Regions from separate parts of the Zea mays genome. Here region 2 is linked to region 1. The links are chromatin contacts, called in public Hi-C maps. All regions are on one chromosome and are shown on one strand. The core of a region is the stretch at or near the end of the contact, and the rest is flanking DNA. Distances in the headings are between cores, read along the strand shown.

Region 1 (6,413 bases), core at 3,350-5,849:
GCCTGGCGCACCGGACACTGTCCGGTGCACCACCGGACAGTCTGGTGCACCCAGACTGAGCAACAATTGGCTGTACACAGCCAACTCTTTTCCAGTCCTTTTCTTTTCCTGATTCTAGCACTTAGACAAATATATTAGTACACAAAAACCAATGTACTAAGTCTAGAACCATACCTTCTTGTCGATTTGCACTTCATCCATCATTTGGCATATAATTACTCACTCAATATACGTTGGGCACTTAATCACCAAAATATACTAGAAATGGCCCAAGGGCACATTTCCCTTTCAGGCGATGTGGCTATAAATCATCAGACTGTCCGGTGCGCCAGCCGCACACCTGACCAACAGTCGGTCGTGCAATCAGCGCTGGCCACGTCAGATAAGCCAATGGTCATCAAGTTGCACCAGATTGTCTGGTGCGCCACGGAACTGTCCGGTGTGCCAAGTGGTCGAAGGGTGGCAACAGTTGGATCCAACAGTCAACTGACGTGGCAGGCACCGGACAGTGAACAATGCCTTGTTCAGTGAGCACTGGACTGTCCGGTACGCCCGTCGATAGAAAGCTGTTGCTTTCTGTCTAACGGCTAGAAGTGTGGGGGAGACTATAAATACCCCCAACCAGCCATTTGGAGGTGTGGAAGCCCAAGAAACATACCAAGGCATATTGTGAAACACTCCCAAGTGCAGCAACACTTTGTAGACTCATTGCAAATCATATTGCTCTTCCTCTCTTGTGTATCTCTCTAGTTTGTGTAGAGGCGAAGTTACAAGCCTTTAGAGAGAGGGGAAGTGCTGCTAAGAGCTAGAGCAAAATCTTGAGCGCATTGTTACTCTATCGGAGTGCTGTCGAGAAGATTGTAAGCAGCCACGACATCATTGTAACTGATATCAACATAGTGGATGCCTCTATTGTCGCACTGATAGATCTGAGCAAACAGAGGAAGGAGTTGTAATAGACTCCAAGCCAAGGTGTGGCTAGCTCCAACGAGGACTAGGCAAGCATTTCAGGCTTGGCCAAACCTCGGGATAAATCCCTGTGTCTGTGTGCTCTGCTCTGTGTTGTGTGTTGTTTCTCTGTCTTATTTGCTTTTTATACTTGCACTTCAATACTTATATGTGGTACAAACTGTCTTCAAAGTGCAGGGTATTTTAAGACAGGAACTTCAATTTCGCTACAACCTACTCGAATGGTCTTTCATTCCACTGTGATCTAGTCTTCGAGTAGAGTAAGAATTTCAAGTTTTATAGTGATAATTATTATTCGTCTATCACCCCCCTCTAGGCGACATCTAGATCCTGTTCCCAGACAAAGTGAACTTTCACCTCTCTCGACTGCTTGTAACCCCTAATACGAGTTTGATCATCAATGGTGTCGGTAACGCAAGCCACCGATGACTGGAAGTAGGGACATTCTACCCGAACCAGTATAAACCTTGTGCCCTCCGCGCATACCCTCCCGAGCCTGGAACGCGCACAATAAATTTACTTGTCGGAGCGAGGTACGAAACACTGACAGTGAGTGATACAAAACTTTGTGATCTTGCCTTACTGGCATAGAGATATTGAGAAGCATTGTGAGATCTATCCCATTCTTGGTCACTTGAGAAACTCAAAGATAATTGGTTTGCTATGTTCACTCTCTTGGAACTTTGTTCCTCAATGGCAAAGTGTTACTAACAAGCATCTAATGGTGTATGGGCAGTTGTGGTTCTCCTTGTTAGAAGGGCTAGTATTCCCACTGAAAAGGAAAGGAGACTTCTAGGTGAAAAGGTGGAAATAGGTCATTTTAGGTCTAACCAAGAGTAGACCTTATTGGGTTAGTCATTACTTCCACAATGAAGACGTAAGGCACCTTTGAGGTAGCCTGAACTTTGGTCAAACAAATTCTTATGGTTGTCCTTTGGTTTGCCTTGCACTTGTTTATATTGCATATTTCTATTTGTGTTTTCGTTTGTGCTACTTAGGTGTGGTGATATGTTTATAGGGAGTGTGTGAAAGTGCTCACACATTAATAAAAAAGGCATACACTATGTTGTGTCAATGTAGAGTAGGAGAAAGGGTCAGGTCACATTTGGGCGCCAGACAACAGAAGCAGAGGGTGTCTCAGAACTTCCAAGAAGTCAACCAAGCCGCCCTTGCTACCCGATGAGGTTGGGTTTGCACCCAAAATCAGCGAGGCCATCTATCCAACTCGGTCATGCTTGGTTTTCCTCAGTGACCACTACTTTCATATTTTACAAGTTGATATATTTCTTGAAAATTTTTATAGTGTCTTTTCATCTTCCCTCAAGGTACCAAAGCATTCCTTTAATTGTACCAGAGTAAGGTCTGATGGTCAAGCGTACCCATTTTTTAGGATCGATGTCTACCACATGTGAGGTGTCGTTTGAGCTACTCGGCAAGGATGGCTCAGAGCTTGTGTTAACAAGACATAAATAGTACGTGAAATTATGGACCATCTAGTCCCACTTCCTTTTTTAAGATTATACGATACAACATAGAGGATCATAACGCACGCACATAGATCCTAGTCATACGAACACTTTCGAAGACTCCTCGAGACAAAATTGATGAAGTCATTGCATGCGCCACACCGTTGATGCGAACATCGCCTACCAAGGAAAGTACAAAAAGTCGTTGAATCCTAAAATATTTACTCCCATGAAAAGTCAAACACAAGTCCTCTGTGGAGGCTCTTATAATCACTATGCTACACACTTTTATTCCCATTTCAACTAAAACATGATATGGGATTATTCTACCTCAATTATCTTAATTGAGACAAGATCATTCCATCCTACTGTATTCGTGAACCAAACATACCCTATACACACTTAAGTTACACTTGGAGTACACAATGTCTAGAGCCATGTCTACGGTCTAGAATTGTTTTTTTCGTACAGTATAACTTTATTATCGGTAGGGCACAAGTATTTAGGGCACGAGTTGGAGAGGAACCCTACCCTAAAAACTGAGGTCTACATAGGTCCATTACTCTATTCCAACTAATTCTCCATGCCATCCAGCAGCATGACTGCATTGAGACCTAAAGATGATAAGAAGAGAGAGAGTCAATCGTAGTAGTAACTCTTGCGGAAGACGTTCTTGTCTCCCGCTTTGACTCTGTTTACATTTGTTAAAAAAACAAAAAAAGAGTGTCATACGTACGTGTGTGCTCCGTACTGAATGTGTCTGTCTGGTCAACAAATTTGAAAAGCCGGCCATTACCATGCGTTTGGCGTTCGTACAAATTGCGATATTTAAGATATATACTGCATATTGTTTGTTTGGTAAAGAGATATTTCTTTGCCTTTATTTTTTTTATCAAATTAATTACTTACTGAAATACCACCGAGGCGGCGATTGTTATTATTTCGTCTAAGAGATCTTTACCGTCAAATGTATGGGGTGCAATTTTTGTTTATTATATTGGGCCTCAATAATCACCCCAAAACTCTTCTTAAAAAAATGAACTAGTAGTAATTCGGAGCTCACGCAAAGAGAAGAAAACTGTAAAGGATAGTTTGGAAACCCCAATTCTCCAAGGGATTTCTATTTTCATAACGTCCTGTTTGGATCATTAGAATTGAATTTCATTCTAATAATAATAATTTAGGCATATATCAATTAAGCTAATTCAGTTTTATATAAAATATATTTGTATACTATTATTAGCAAGATGTCGGAGATATTTATGCGCTATATTTTTACTATAGAGGAATGAGACGAATAGTGTCACGTAAGTTAGAGTAGAAACAAATTCTATTACTGTATAAAATCATTTCCCATCCCTCACCCCATAAATTTGAGATAGACTAATATCTGAACTTTGGAAAGTGGTGGAATGTCAAATTCCAAACTAAATAAGTTACTTTATTGAGTGAATTTCAATTCCTCTAAAATGAAGGGATTCAAACGCATCGTAAGAGAAATTAGTTCATTTTCCGATGGGAAAATAGAAAACTCTTAGAAAATTGAGGTTCCTAAACTAACTCTAAAGGTAAAAAACAATCAAGCGAAATAGAATCAGAATAACTGTACAAGATAAGGCTAAAAAATTGATTAGGAATCAAGAGAAATGCAGCTCGATTGGGATTAATTGTTTATGCTGTTACATGGACGGGATGGCGGAGATTCACTCGTTGCCGTGCAAGAAACACTTGGCTTCTAGGCTCAGCTACTCCTCACCCGGTCACTCTTTTTCCCGCCAAAGAATAAGGGCAGCTAGTTCCTTGTTAAGGACGGAAACATGTACAGTGACACGCTGTTACCACGAGTTAAATGAAAGCAACCACACAAAGATTAGACTTAGACATGTTTATTAATTTTCCATAAAACACAACAAATAACCATGACTAAACTCCAGTGCTCCTAAGTAATATCCATCACTATGAACAAACGACGGCAGCCAATCACTCGGGCACGCGACGGCCACGTATCCGTGCGGCAGCCGCGTGCGCGCGCCCGGAAACGCACCGCCAGCACCCGGTCACCAGACCACCCCACCGGTGGCCGCCGGTCGCCTCCGCCTGCGGGAACGCAGACGCAGACGCACACGCACACGCTACGGATAAATGACAACTACCCCCCTCCCTTCTCCGCATTTCTCCTCTCCTCTCCTCTCCCCTCGCTCGTTCGTCGCGTCCTCCTCAGATCAACAAACCGTGTCCTGCTGCTGCCTCTGGAAACCACCGGGGGATCGCCCCGCCCTTTCCTTCCCGCACCTCAGATCCTCCGTCCGAAAACGGCAGCTTCCGGAGGTGTCCCGTCTCCCTGCTCCTTCCGGCGCGACGGGTGGCACGGCTCGCGGATCCGGCGGTCTTCGGTCGACGGCGAGGCGGCGCTCGTCTTGGATCGGGAGTGGTTGCTGAGGCGCGGAGATGGTGGCCGAGGCGGAAGTCATGCATCAGTCCCCCGTTCCGGTGCTGGAGGTGCAGTACCACCGGCGCGCGACGACCAAGGGGGTTGACGACGTCGTCGGGATGTCCGCGCCCGCCCCCGCGGAGGTTGGGGTTGGGGTTGGGGTTGAGGTCGAGGTCGAGGTCGAGGTCGCCGTGGAGGTGCCTCGCATGGTGAGTTCCTCAAAAGCCCAGGCCTTTCTGTTCTTGTGTCGTTGGAAATTCCCTCTTTGACTGGGAACATTTTTAGCCTTTTCCTTGCAAGATTGCAAACCAAATTCCATGTTAGGTTTTGTTACTCCCTTTTACTACTACTGTTTTTCAAGTGTGCGGGACAAGCTCAGGGAGTCCCTTCCTCTTTCCATCCCCCTTTTCGATTTGGGGAAAAAGAGATTCGCTTGTGGATGCAAAAGGCTGATACACTTGCTTGAGAAAAAGCACGCAGCTCCTTTCTTGGGGGAGCGAGCTCTAGTGTGGTGGTTGCACAGCTGGAGGCCTCTCTCGTCAGGGCTCAGAAAGTGGGTGCTGAATTATTGGGCTCGTATCTGTAGTAGTGTTTGGTGGTGGTTGAGTTGTAAGTACGCTCTGCTTCTCTCCACAAGCTCGAATCACCAGATGAACCGCATGTGTAGTAGTATGTGACATGTCCTCACTCACCTCTTTAGGCGCGTAATCTGTCAATTGCATAGACCCTAATCTGAGCAGCAAGGAAGCAACCGTTCTGGAAACTGAGATGGTTTGGCCTGGACACGGTGTGTGTGTGTGCGTGTGTGTTGTTTGTTAGTTAGTTAGTTATTAGGAGGCAGCAATGGGCTGTTCTTCTTACTAATTATGAGCCAACAATGGGCTCTTCTTCTTACTGCTTTCTACCAAGAATGTTTAGTGCACTAATTGTTGTTTCTCTGTGTGTGATGAATGCAGGGGTTGGAGCAGCCTGATGTCGCACCAAGTTTATCCACGGACATGATACAGCAGTTTGTGCCCAACATCCGTTCTGGTAGCTTCGCCGACATTGGGCCTCGGAGGTATATGGAGGACGAGCACATCCGAATAGATGATCTTTCCGCCCATCTCGGCTCGATGTTGGTCTGCCCTCTGCCTAGCGCCTTCTACGGGGTAAGAGTCATTTCCTCTGTTAATTACTTTTCTCCAGCAAGCACTGCCACAGCTGACTGTATATGGTCCCTCTGTGTTATAGGTCTTTGACGGCCATGGCGGCCCGGACGCCGCAGCCTACATGAAGAGGCATGCGATGAGGTTCTTGTTTGAGGAAAGCGAGTTCCCACAGGCGTCGCAGGTGGATGAGGTGTACCTCGAGTCCGTGGAGAGCTGTGTCCGCAGAGCCTTCCTGCAGGCGGACCTTGCCCTGGCTGATGATCTGGACATCAGCCGGTCCTCTGGAACCACGGCGCTCACTGCATTAGTGTTTGGAAGGTACAGAAAGGAAGCTTGTGAAGCAGTGATAGATAGCTGCATCCACGCGTACACATTGATCTGAACACCGATCCCGCG
Region 2 (5,695 bases), core at 109-2,608, 130 kb after region 1:
TAGGATTCATACAGACTATCCATGTGATGTACGAAGCATGTGTGATCAAATGGAAACGAGATTATCTGAATTGGACGAGAAAACCAACATTTCCTTACCAATTCAATTAAAGTAATCATCCTTGTACCATAAGGAGAAAAGAGAGGAATAAGGCACCATGTACTTCCAGCTTCAGCAGGTGTCTCGGAGCAGAAAAGGATGCTGCAATAATTAAATCCAATGAAGTTATTATACTACTGCATCCACATTACAAGAAAATAAAGTCAAACACCTACTAATGCAAAGCTTAGAAATTGGGAATTAAAAATCGCAATTGCTATTGTGGAGACCAGATCAGTGCTCACCGGAGGAGTAGAGCACTGGATGAGACCTTTGTGTCTACCCTGCCCAGCCAGCCAGGAGGCAGTGGACACGGTCGGTTGCCAGGCGGGGCACGACGTTGGAAGTTGGAGCCGCGACGGCCTGGTGGCTAGCGCTGGCCAACCCCGGCTGTGGGTAGGCGGCACGGACCTGCAGTGACGATGAATGCCGGCGTATGTTGGACGCGGTCGGTGGTTCCCTGTTCTTCTTGGCAGCTTCCTCGCGTATGTCCAGGTGTAGCTCTGGCCTTGCTCTTGCGTCCACCGCGGCGGCGCGACTGCTCCTCGTCTCCTCTCTTTTCCTCTCGGGGCTTTGCGCGCCCCGGATTGAGCTCGGAGCGTGCGGCGGATTATGCGGCGGTCACGGCGCGACGGACGGGATTGCGGCGGGGGGCTCGAGATTGTTGGTAGCCGCGGCGAACGGATTGCGTCGCCCCTATCCAAATCCTTCTGTGAATCGCGCCGTGGATACGATTCCGGAGGTCGGACGGGCGGGGTTGGCGGGCGGTTTGCGGCGTGGCGGCGACGAATACGGAGGTCGGGCGGGCGGGGTTAGGGACGGTTTACGGCGGCGATGAATACGGAGATCGGGCTGTCGGGGTTGGCGGGCGGTTTGCGGGGTTTTCCTGGAGCGGGGGCGGTCTACATACCGCTCTTAATTGTTAGTACAGATTTGTAGTCTAGGTGTCGCTCCACCTGCTTCCCCACCTTGTGGCAACACACGGGCATATACCTAGTATTGGTTGAACAGCTATCCTGGCCTGGTTTCAAAATGCATTCACTGCCGGTTTCTAAATTGACTTTCGTCGCCGAATTTGGAAGCGGCAATGTGTATTTGATTCTGATAGTGCTGACGTTTCATTACCGGCTACTCGACTGAAAGCGATACTACACATTCTTATTTTTTGAAAAAAAACAAAATCTAAACCTGGGCCAGCCATCGCCACACCGGGCCGCCAGCCCGCCACCCCTCGCACCCTCGGGAGCTCTGTCGCACAAGGCGTAGGCCTTTTCTTTCGGGCTCCGCTCCCGCACGTACGTGGGCTGGACCAATCCGTATAGTTTCGCTCCAGCCGCTCCTGTGCAAAAGAAGTGAAGAGAAATACTAGTATCACACAAGCCAGAGAGTCGTTATCCATCACTATGCCATATAAACCTTGTTTAAGTCATGCATGAAAATTTATGTTAATAACTCGTATCAGAGACCATTGAAATCAAAGAAAAAGATATCCCACTCTAACAAGAATAACATTCCACACCAAAATATAACATTAGCCATCTCATAAAATATAGAAAAAAGCCAACACAATAGAGAAAACTAAGTAAAAACAAAACAAAGAATGTAATAAAAACCAGTAACCAAAGTAAAATAAATATAAAAAACAAATATACCATAGAATACCTGAACACACTAATATGCATCATAGAACATCACATACATACTAATTGACCATCGTACGTACGTATATATGGAATATACAAAATAAACAATACAAGGTGGAAAATACAAATAACTATTTACAGTAAAATAAAGAAGTAGGAAAAACATAAATACCAAATGCTACATAAACATCATAAATTATCACATGTATGCTACATGAACCTTACAAAATCATTTGACCTACACGACATTATATTAGGAAGTGTTTGGTTGAAAAGTCAAGTAGAACGGAACCATTCTGTCCCAGTTTTGTTGCTGTTTGGTTACAAAGGAACTAGAACGGAATAGCTCCAATTAGGGAATATTCTTCTCAGATCCGGAACCATTCCGCTCCAAAAAATCAACTAGACGGAGCCGCTCCGTTTCCATCCCGCTCTCACAGTCACGCTCCGTTCCGTTCACTCTGCAACCAAACAAAAAACAGAGCCGCTCCGTTCCAGATTACCAAACACAGAACAGAGCGGCTCGTTCTTAGAATCAGGGATGGAACGACTCCGTTCTACTTGGCTCCTCAACCAAACACTATCTAAGGATAAGACCTTCTCACACGCAGGTCGAGAAAACCACCGAATCCCTGCCCATTCATACACAATGGCATCGTAGCCCATGTGAGAATGACCGCAACCGGCCACGGGGAGTCGAACTCAGGACCTGAGGAGTAGTACTCAGACCACCTAACGAACTCAGCTTGAGGCCCTTTCGCAAACCATCTTATACATCACATGTATAGTATATGAAAATATATCATGAACATCACATGATATAGAACATCATGAAATTAAATATGTCAAGAATATGACATATGTACTATATACATACCATAAAATATACCATATTACATGTACATTACATGAACGTCACAAAGCTGCACCTTATTTTAGCTGCAACTGTAGGTAGGTCTGTCTGCATGAAATTAACTAGTATCCGTTGTAGGTGTAACTAGAAACAGTTGATAAATGACCTTAAACCATTTTATGTATTAATTTTGGTGTGCTTTATGACCATCACAACCATACAGACTAACTAGTTTGTCTAGTCTTTGATTAATAGGTTAATGAGATCAAATTCAGAGTTTCTAAGTCAAAACCAACTCAAAACCAACCAAAGGGGGTAAAAGTTGGAATAGATGAACTAACAATAGTTCTATAGTTTGGATAATTTCTAAAGACTCCTAAGAAGCTAACTGACTCATCTAAAGAGGTTAGATATCTCAGTTTCAACTTTCAATTGGTTCCTAGAAACTGGTTGCGATAATGCCATTTACACAAATGGTTCATGTATTGGACCAAGAGTGAAGTTACCATCATCCATATAATCTTTTAATTTTTGTAGCAAGGAAGCAACCTCTATAATTGTAATGTTGCAACTCCTATTAACACTATTTCAGGATATGTGGGCAATTACATTATAAATATTGTTCCTTATATGCTTGGTTAGGTATATCTAGAGACTCATTTGTGATAACATGAACTTTGAGGGGCCGCTTGTAATATGCGAAAACCAGACTAAACATAAAGGTTCTATTGTATGGCTTGTTGTTCCCCTTTAAGGGTTAGAGAGAGGATGATATTTGAACACAAAGGCCCCCCTTTGGAACAAAGGAAATTTATCCATATCCTGTGTTTATCCTATATCTTTGAACTAATTCATGTGAAATTGTTATACCATTCTTGTAAAATTCATGCGTTCCAAAGAATCCCTAAGGCTTTGGTATACAAATCCATCCATTAGAAAGTGAATTTGGTGTCATCCCATCTAAGCTTAAACTATTTGTTCACTATCTCTCAATAATTTAATAGAAATAAGATTGATCCCTATTAGTTAACTCTATGGTTGGTGCTAACATAGGACACTCGGTAAAGTTGATGATCATAGGCTGCTGACGGCGGTTTGACGAGTGCCTATCTTTACCGAGTGTCCAACACTATACAAAAGATTCTATACCGAGTGTCTGCTTATGTCGAGTGCCACACACTCGGCAAACGACCTCTTTGCCGAGTGCAGCTCTCAGCAAACGCTATCTTTGTCAAGTGCCCGACATATTCTCGGCAAACGTTCGAGCACTCGGTAAAGAACTTGCACTACCGGAATCCGTGCCTTTGCCGAGTGCCGAAGGCTTTGCCGAGTGTTTTTTATCGGGCACTCGGCAAAGCAGAATTTGCCGAGTACCGCCCTCGGCAAAGTTCTGCGCTCGGTAAAGAGTTAGTTTACCGAGTGTAGAACACTCGGCACATCCAAGCACTCGGCAAAGACTGCTTTGCCGAGGGTCAAGCACTCGGCAAATACGGCTCTCGGCAAAGGGCCGTTAGCGGCCGTCTACAACTGACGGCCGTCAGTCTTTGCCGAGTGTCAAATATCTGGCACTCGGCAAACAGGGTCTTTGCCGAGTGTCCTATGTAGACACTCGGCAAATCATTTTTTTATTTTTTTTATTTTGGTCACCAAACTTTTTGTGGTATGTTCCAACACTATGTAGACCAACATGTACCATTTTGGGACAATTATAACAGTGTTTTCTATACCTAGTACATTTAGTTTGTTTATTTGAATTTCTTCGGAAAATTCAGATTTGAACTGCAGGTTACTCGAAACTTGGAAAACCGTGCATGCAAAAATGATATTCATGCTACTTAGCACAAGTTACGACCGATTTCAGGAGCGGACCGGAAACTTCGAGCACCATGCTCACTCAACATGACCGTAAACTTGCCATCCAGGTGTTTAAAAATTGTATAAAACATAAACAAAGTCAGAAAATCATGAAACCTGTCCACGTGTCATGATATCATATGTAGAGGCTGTGATAAAAATTTGAAAAAGTTTCGAGAAAGTTGTAACGCACTATGTGTACAAACCTAAGAGATCCACATTGAAACTCTATGATTTCATGTGTGGTTCTCTTAGGTTTCTACACATAATGTCTCACAACTTTCTCCAAACATTCTCAATTTTTTATCACAACCTGTACATATGATATCATGACACGTGGACAAGTTTCATGATTTTCTGACTTTGTTTGTGTTTTATACAATTTTTAAACATGTGGATGGCAAGTTCACGGCCATGTTTAGTGAGCATGTTGCTCGAAGTTTTCGGTCCGCTCATGGAATCGGTCGTAACTTATGCTAAGTAACATGAATATCATTTTTTCATGCACGGTTTTCCAAGTTTTGAGTGACCTGCAGTTCAAATTTGAATTTTCCGAAGAAATTCAAATAAACAAACTAAATCTACTAGCTATTTCAAACTCTGTTAAAATTGTCCACAAATGATACATGTAGATCTACATAGTGTAGGAACATACCACAAAAAGTTTGGGAGACAAAATAAAAAAAATACAAATGCACTTTGCCGAGTGTCTAGGGATGACACTCGGCAAAGACTTCTTTGCCGAGTGCTAGATGTGTGACACTCGGCAAAGAGGTAGTAAAGAACCTTTGCCGAGTGCCGCAACGGGGGACACTCGGCAAAGAACTCTTTGCCGAGTGCCGCCGATCCGGCACTCGGCAAAGAATATTTTAATATTTTAAAAAAATCTTTGCCGAGTGCCGGATCACGGGCACTCGGCAAAGAAACAAACTTTAACCGGCCGCGCGGCCGGCTTTCTTCTTCCTTCTGGCTTTGCTTCTTCTTAATTTGTTCCCGCGCCTCTCACCGCCGCCGTCTTCCCACGCGCGCTCGCTGCCGTCGCCTGCCCTCGCGCGCCGCCGTCTTCCCGCGCCTCTCACCGCCGCCGTCTTCCCGCGCCTCTCACCGCCGTCGCCTGCCCTCGCGCGCTCGCCGCCTGCGCGCGCTCGCCCTCAACGCCGGCCGCGCCGCCGCCCTCAACGCCGGCCGCGCCCGGCCGCCCGCGCCCCACCGCCGCGCCCCACCGCCTCCGTTCGCCCGCCTCCAA

Evidence for each region. A called contact is a pair of places that touch in the nucleus more often than the background predicts.
Region 2: a contact with region 1 is called in a Hi-C map of leaf, with 3 times the contacts expected there. The contact joins the enhancer-like site here to the promoter of LOC100279979 in region 1. A contact is called at or near these places in 4 of 25 Hi-C or Micro-C datasets (ear, leaf and tassel).

Annotation. Positions count from the first base shown.
Region 1 is chr10:87,344,780-87,351,192 of Zm-B73-REFERENCE-NAM-5.0, forward strand. LOC100279979 reads left to right here and starts at 4,600. Exons shown (of 4, transcript NM_001152927.2): 1 at 4,600-5,075; 2 at 5,823-6,017; 3 at 6,100-6,335. The coding sequence starts at 4,884.
Region 2 is chr10:87,479,818-87,485,512 of Zm-B73-REFERENCE-NAM-5.0, forward strand. No RefSeq gene overlaps it. Among protein-coding and RNA genes, the nearest start is that of LOC103641348, 13 kb to the right of the region's middle. Within about 2 kb of position 1,359, at least 15 of the 20 cell types and tissues checked have an H3K27ac peak or open chromatin away from gene starts, as enhancers often do. A contact at or near this core is called in ear, leaf and tassel, where this site is marked.